Regions from separate parts of the Oryctolagus cuniculus genome. Here region 2 is linked to region 1. A link is a contact called in public Hi-C data. All regions are on one chromosome and are shown on one strand. Each heading gives the region's core, a stretch centred on a gene start, on an enhancer-like site or on the middle of the called end of the contact. The rest is flanking DNA. Distances are from core to core; before and after follow the strand shown.

Region 1 (2,700 bases), core at 198-2,697:
CTGCCTCCTAGAATCCACCCCGGCAGGAAGTTGGAGACAAGAACAGAACCCGGGATTCTGGTGTGGGTGTCCCAACTATTAGGGTGATCGCTGCTCCCTGGAACAGACAGTAAAGCCACTGCCTGCAAGCCCAGCATCGCGTATGGGCTCTGGCTCATGTCCCAACTGCTCCACTTCCGATCCAGCGCCCTGCTGATGCTCCTGGGAAAGCAGCAGAAGATGACCCGTCCCTGGGCCCCTGCACCCACGTGGAAGACCTGAAAGAAACCCCTGGCTCCTGGTTTCGGCCTGGCCCAGGCCTTTGCTGCTATTTGGGGGGTGAACCAGCTGATGGAAGATCTCTCTCTCTCCCCACTTTAAACCTGCTTGTTTGGCTCATCTTATTGTTGTTGTTTTAATCTGAAAGGCGGAGAGCAGACAGAGAGCTTCCATCTGCTGGTTTACTCCCCAAATGCCCGCAACAGCCACAGCTAGGCCAGGCCAAAGCCAGGAGCCAGGAGCTCCAGGTCTCCCATATGGGGTGGCAGGGGCCTGAGCACTTGAGCCATTGCCTGCTGTCTTAGAGACAGAACTGCAGCCTAGGCGCTCTGAGAGGGACGTGGGTTCCCTAACAGTATCGTAAGGGCCATACCAGATGCTTGCCCTGCTTCGAACCTGTGGACCGGGCTTTTGGAACCTCCATACCGTTGACATTGGGGCCAGCTCATGCCTCACGGTGAGGGTATGCTGGGCGCAGCCTGGATGACTGTAGCATCCGCTACCCCAGATGTGACAATAAACACCAAATAGCCACAGACTTTGTCACACATCCCTTAGGGAGAAAATCTCTCTCATGTGAGACTCATCGCTTTTGATAAAAATAAAATCATGTCTTTTTAAACAAAATCCTTTTTTTCTTTTTGCCTGAAATCTTGCACAAAGGCCTAAAAAGACCCAGTGCCAATGCCAGCATCTGAGCCCCACTGAGAGACGGAAGCAAACCAAGGAGGCCGTTAAATCCGCGTGGCCTGGCTCGCTCCTCACTTGCAGTCTCCATGGCACGAGGCAGTCGGCTTCCCTTCCTCTCCACCTTTTGAATTTTTGTTGCTGTGCAGGGCAAAAGCAGCCGCGGGTCCACCTCGCGCTGGCCGCGTGCCCGCCGCGGCTGGGAGGACTCTCAGGGGGCTTTCCAAGCTTCGTTAGCTCGTGTTAGCAGCAGAGCCTCAGGAAGCTCGGGCCAGCACGCTCTGGGAAACCCGCGTTCCTGGGATTCTCGGCTCCCTTCGGGGTGGGGGGGAAAGAACGTTCCAGCACGAAAGAGAGGCAGAGAGGAACTCAGAGGCGCGCGGGGAAGAGAACAGCACAGGGTCCTCGGGGCCCGCGTTGGAGAGCGTGAAGACAGTCAGACTTTCCAACTTCCTGGCCCTCCCGTTCCGGAGAGCAGGAAATTATGTCAAGTATTTCCTGAGCAGCTGAGGTATGTGAGTGCCTGCGAGCGCGCTCTACCCCATCTCCAGGAGATGCACGCCCAAGAATGTCTTGGCAGCAAGAAGCTGTGTGTGCTCCGACGCCCATTTCTACCTGCATGGGATGGACAGATACTCTCGCCTGGGAAGCGGAGCATCTTCCTGGGTCACTTTGGAGGCAGACTCCCCCTGGAAGAGAGCTCCTGAGTATATCCATGAATTCCTTTCATATTGGCACCTGCAACGCGTGCACACACACCCCCAATGCGAGGGAACCTCGGAAAGTACTTGGAATATTGAAATTAAAAAATCATTTTTGGGGGTGAAAAAAAAAAGAGGCCCGGGGCCGGCGCTGTGGCGCAGTGGGTTAAAGCCCTGGTCTGCAGTGCTGGCATCCCACATGTACGCCAGTGCAAGTCCAGGCTGTACCACTTCCGATCCAGCTGTCTGCTATGCCCTGGGAAGGCAGTACAAGATGACCCAAGTCCTTGGGCCCCTGAACCCATATGGGAAACCTGGATGAAGCTTTTAGCTCCTGGCTTCAGATTGGCACAGCTCAGGACGTTGTGGCCAATTGGGGAGTGAACCAGTAGATGGGAGACCTTTTTCTTTCTCTGCTCTACCTCTCTCTGTCTTGCAAATAAATAAAATAAATCTAAAAAAAAAAAAAAAAAAAAAAAAGAGGCCCATGCAGTTTCTTCATAATATGACTTTCGCAAACTTTTAAGTACTCACATATATGTGTTTGTTGTGGATACCTCTGTGGAGAGGAGGAGAGTCAGAGACAGAGAAGGGATCTAGAACTTTCTTTGTTAGGTCTCTTAGTGATGTCAGCAATAGATCGCTGGTTATCTAGTTATTCTCACTCACTCTTCGGGTGGGGTAAAGCTGAGGTCAGTGTCTTGTGTTTTAGCAGGATTCTAGAACACGCAAAGAAGGAAACTGATCAGCCCTATCCTAGCTCTAGACATCTGCCCTCCCCAAGAGCTGCCCATAAATCTCCCAGAGCAGGGGGGGTTTAAGCCTCCCGACAATCCAGGTTGGGCCGGTGGTGGGTTCTGGGCCCGCGAGCCATCTGGGAGCCAGCTGTGGCTTTGGCCAGCGGATTCTCCAAGCCAGGCTCCTCTGAGACAGGCAAGTCTGCTTACCACAGCAGAAAGACCAGAGGAAAACGGCCGCCGTTACCTCCAGAACAGAGGAGAAGGCCTGGGAGGGAGCCAGATCGGGCCCCACAGGCCAAGGCCAGGCCAGCTCC
Region 2 (2,700 bases), core at 55-2,554, 170 kb before region 1:
AATAATTAGTAGCTAGTACTTAATTAAAATTTCCACTTACTTAAGATAACTCCAAAAAGATTTACGAAATAATGATACTTTCAAAGGTCATCCTAAATTTTATTAATTTGTTGTTTTTGCTTTTAAACATTTTAATATATATATAACGTTAAGAACTTCAAAACAAGGCCGGCGCCACGGCTCACTAGGCTAATCCTCCGCCTAGCGGCGCCGGCACACCGGGTTCTAGTCCCAGTCGGGGCGCTGGATTCTGTCCCGGTTGCCCCTCTTCCAGGCCAGCCCTCTGCTGTGGCCTGGGAGTGCAGTGGAGGATGGCCCAGGTGCTTGGGCCCTGCACCCCATGGGAGACCAGGAAAAGCACCTGGCTCCTGGCTCCTGCCATCGGATCAGCGCGGTGCGCCGGCTGCAGCGCGCCAGCCGTGGCGGTCACTGGAGGGTGAACCAACGGCAAAGGAAGACCTTTCTCTCTGTCTCTCTCTCTCACTGTCCACTCTGCCTGTCAAAAAAAAAAAAAAAAAAAAACTTCAAAACAAATGAATGGAGAAAGGCAGACAGCAGATAATATTATATTTCAGAGAAGATAAAGTGAACTACTTAGGGGTCACAAAGATCTCACTCTCCAGACTGCCTGAGATTTTTATTTCTATACCATTGCCAAAGTGTTTTTGCGAGACTGGTTGAAAATGACACTGTGGGGCAAGCTTTGCAGTGCAGTAGCAAAGAATCAGCCTGGGTTCAAATCCTAGCTCCACTTCTGATCCAGCTTCCTATTAACGCACACCCTGGGAAGCAGTGGGTAATGGCTCAAGTACTTGGGTACCCACCACTCATGTAGAAGAGCAGGCCTCTTGTCTTGGCCTGGCCCAGCCCCAGCTGTTGTGGGCAAATGAGTAAACCAGTGGATGGAAGGTCTCTCTGTATGTCTCTTTCTCTGTGTTGTTCTAACCTTTCAAATAAATAAAACTTTAAAAAAAAGGATATTTTGCTACTTTGGTTGGTGACAAAGTTTCCTTCTTTCTTTTCCTTCTTCCCTTCTTCAGCTTCCTTAATGACAGTAAGTAATGACAGTAAGTTAGAAGAAACTAGCCAGCCACAGAAAAAAGAAGAGGATGAAAATAACATGCAAAGAATGCTCACTACAGTGGTTAAAGCAAACTGAAGCCAGAGTATCTGGGCTTAAATCAAGCCTTGACTACTGGAGCCAGTGCCCTGGTAAAGTAGGTTAAGCCTCTACCTGTGGAACCGGCATCCCATATGGGTACCAGTTCAAGTGCCAGCTGCTCCACTTCGGATCCAACTCCCTGCTACTATGTCTGGGAAAGCAGTGGAAGATGGCCCAAGTTCTTGGGCCCTTGCACCTATGTGGGAGATCTGGAAGAAGCTCCTGGCTTTGGACAGGCGCAGCTCCAGCAGTTGTGGCCATTTGGGAAGTAAACCAGTGGATGGAAGATCTCTCTCTCTAACTCTGCCTCTCAAATAAATAAATAATAGTAATAAAATACTCGGCTACTTACTGCCCAATGTAAAGTCATTTAACCTCTTTGCTTCAGTTTCTTCATCTACAAAAATGGCAGTAACCACCTCAGAGCTTTTCTGAGGATGAAATTACCATCATGGGTAAAATAGAAAAAACAACACTCAGCATATAGGGAGTGCTCCTGGAAGTATTATCATTATTATTAACAGCACTGCCAATGGCAACACAAAATTTGCCCGCTCAGCCTTGTGTTTTCCATGTTGCCTCTGTAAAAGGCCCTCTTGCAGAAGCAATGATGATACATACCCTTTTTCTAACAGCTCAGGATAGGAACTTACTTAAGTACAGTAGGATTAAAACATTATGTCAAAGTAAAACTGGTTACACCCACATAGAATTTTGCTCAACAAAAGTAAATTCTAAGTGAAAAGAGTACATGTTCTTTCACATTATAAAAAAGACCTATCAGTTTCCTCTTGTTCAGATTCACATTGTTAATGTGTACTGTTTCAAAAACTTACTTTAAAACTAAATGCAAGTTAGCAGAGAGCCGAGGATCTGTAAATTGTGTTGTTCTGTTGTTATGGTCAACGAAATAAACTCTGCCTGTAGCTGTATTACGGATCTCCCATCCAGGAGGCAAAGGCCCAAGCTCTTCACAATTGATGTTGCTAAGATCCCTGCAAAAACAAATATAAAATAAAAAATATCTCACTGATGGGCCTGCTGAGCCAAGCAAGTGTAAATGACACAGGACAATTCCATGAAGTCTGAGAAAATGTATTGTTTCAGAAACTTGAGATATTCAGCTGGAATCTTTAATTCCCAAAGGTTTAACAAACTTATATTCAAAGCCCAATTCACAAATGGCTTAGAAAACTTATCGCACAGCCTACGTTTTCAACAAGTTCCTGGACTTTTACTGTGATACAGATTTAAATTAATATAAAAACAATCACAACAGTTGCCAACATAAACTGTACTACAGTACTTGTTTTGACAGAAAATATTGTTTTACAAGGGTCAGTAATAATTGTTTTCTAAAATTTCCCTTCAATTTTTCTTTATTGCACCATAAAATCTGTGTAAATAAATGTCTATTCCATGATTAATTTAAGCTCTCCAACAAAGCAAAACTGGAAATGTTTATACAAATTATGATCCTGAAAACAATCTCAGCATATTTTTTAGAGGATAACTGCTCCATCCTGAATTTGAAATCT

The links. A called contact is a pair of places that touch in the nucleus more often than the background predicts.
Region 2: a contact with region 1 is called in a Hi-C map of liver, with 3 times the contacts expected there. The contact joins two enhancer-like sites. A contact is called at or near these places in 6 of 6 Hi-C or Micro-C datasets (ear pinna, embryonic fibroblasts, liver and 3 more).

What each region holds. Positions count from the first base shown.
Region 1 is chr17:13,993,163-13,995,862 of mOryCun1.1, reverse strand. No RefSeq gene overlaps it. Among named protein-coding and RNA genes, the nearest start is that of KPNA2, 20 kb to the right of the region's middle. Within about 2 kb of position 1,447, at least 2 of the 8 cell types and tissues checked have an H3K27ac peak or open chromatin away from gene starts, as enhancers often do.
Region 2 is chr17:14,161,590-14,164,289 of mOryCun1.1, reverse strand. SMURF2 (SMAD specific E3 ubiquitin protein ligase 2) reads right to left here. Exons shown (of 19, transcript XM_017349279.3): 10 at 1,999-2,157. Among named protein-coding and RNA genes, the nearest start is that of CEP95, 64 kb to the left of the region's middle. Within about 2 kb of position 1,304, at least 1 of the 8 cell types and tissues checked has an H3K27ac peak or open chromatin away from gene starts, as enhancers often do.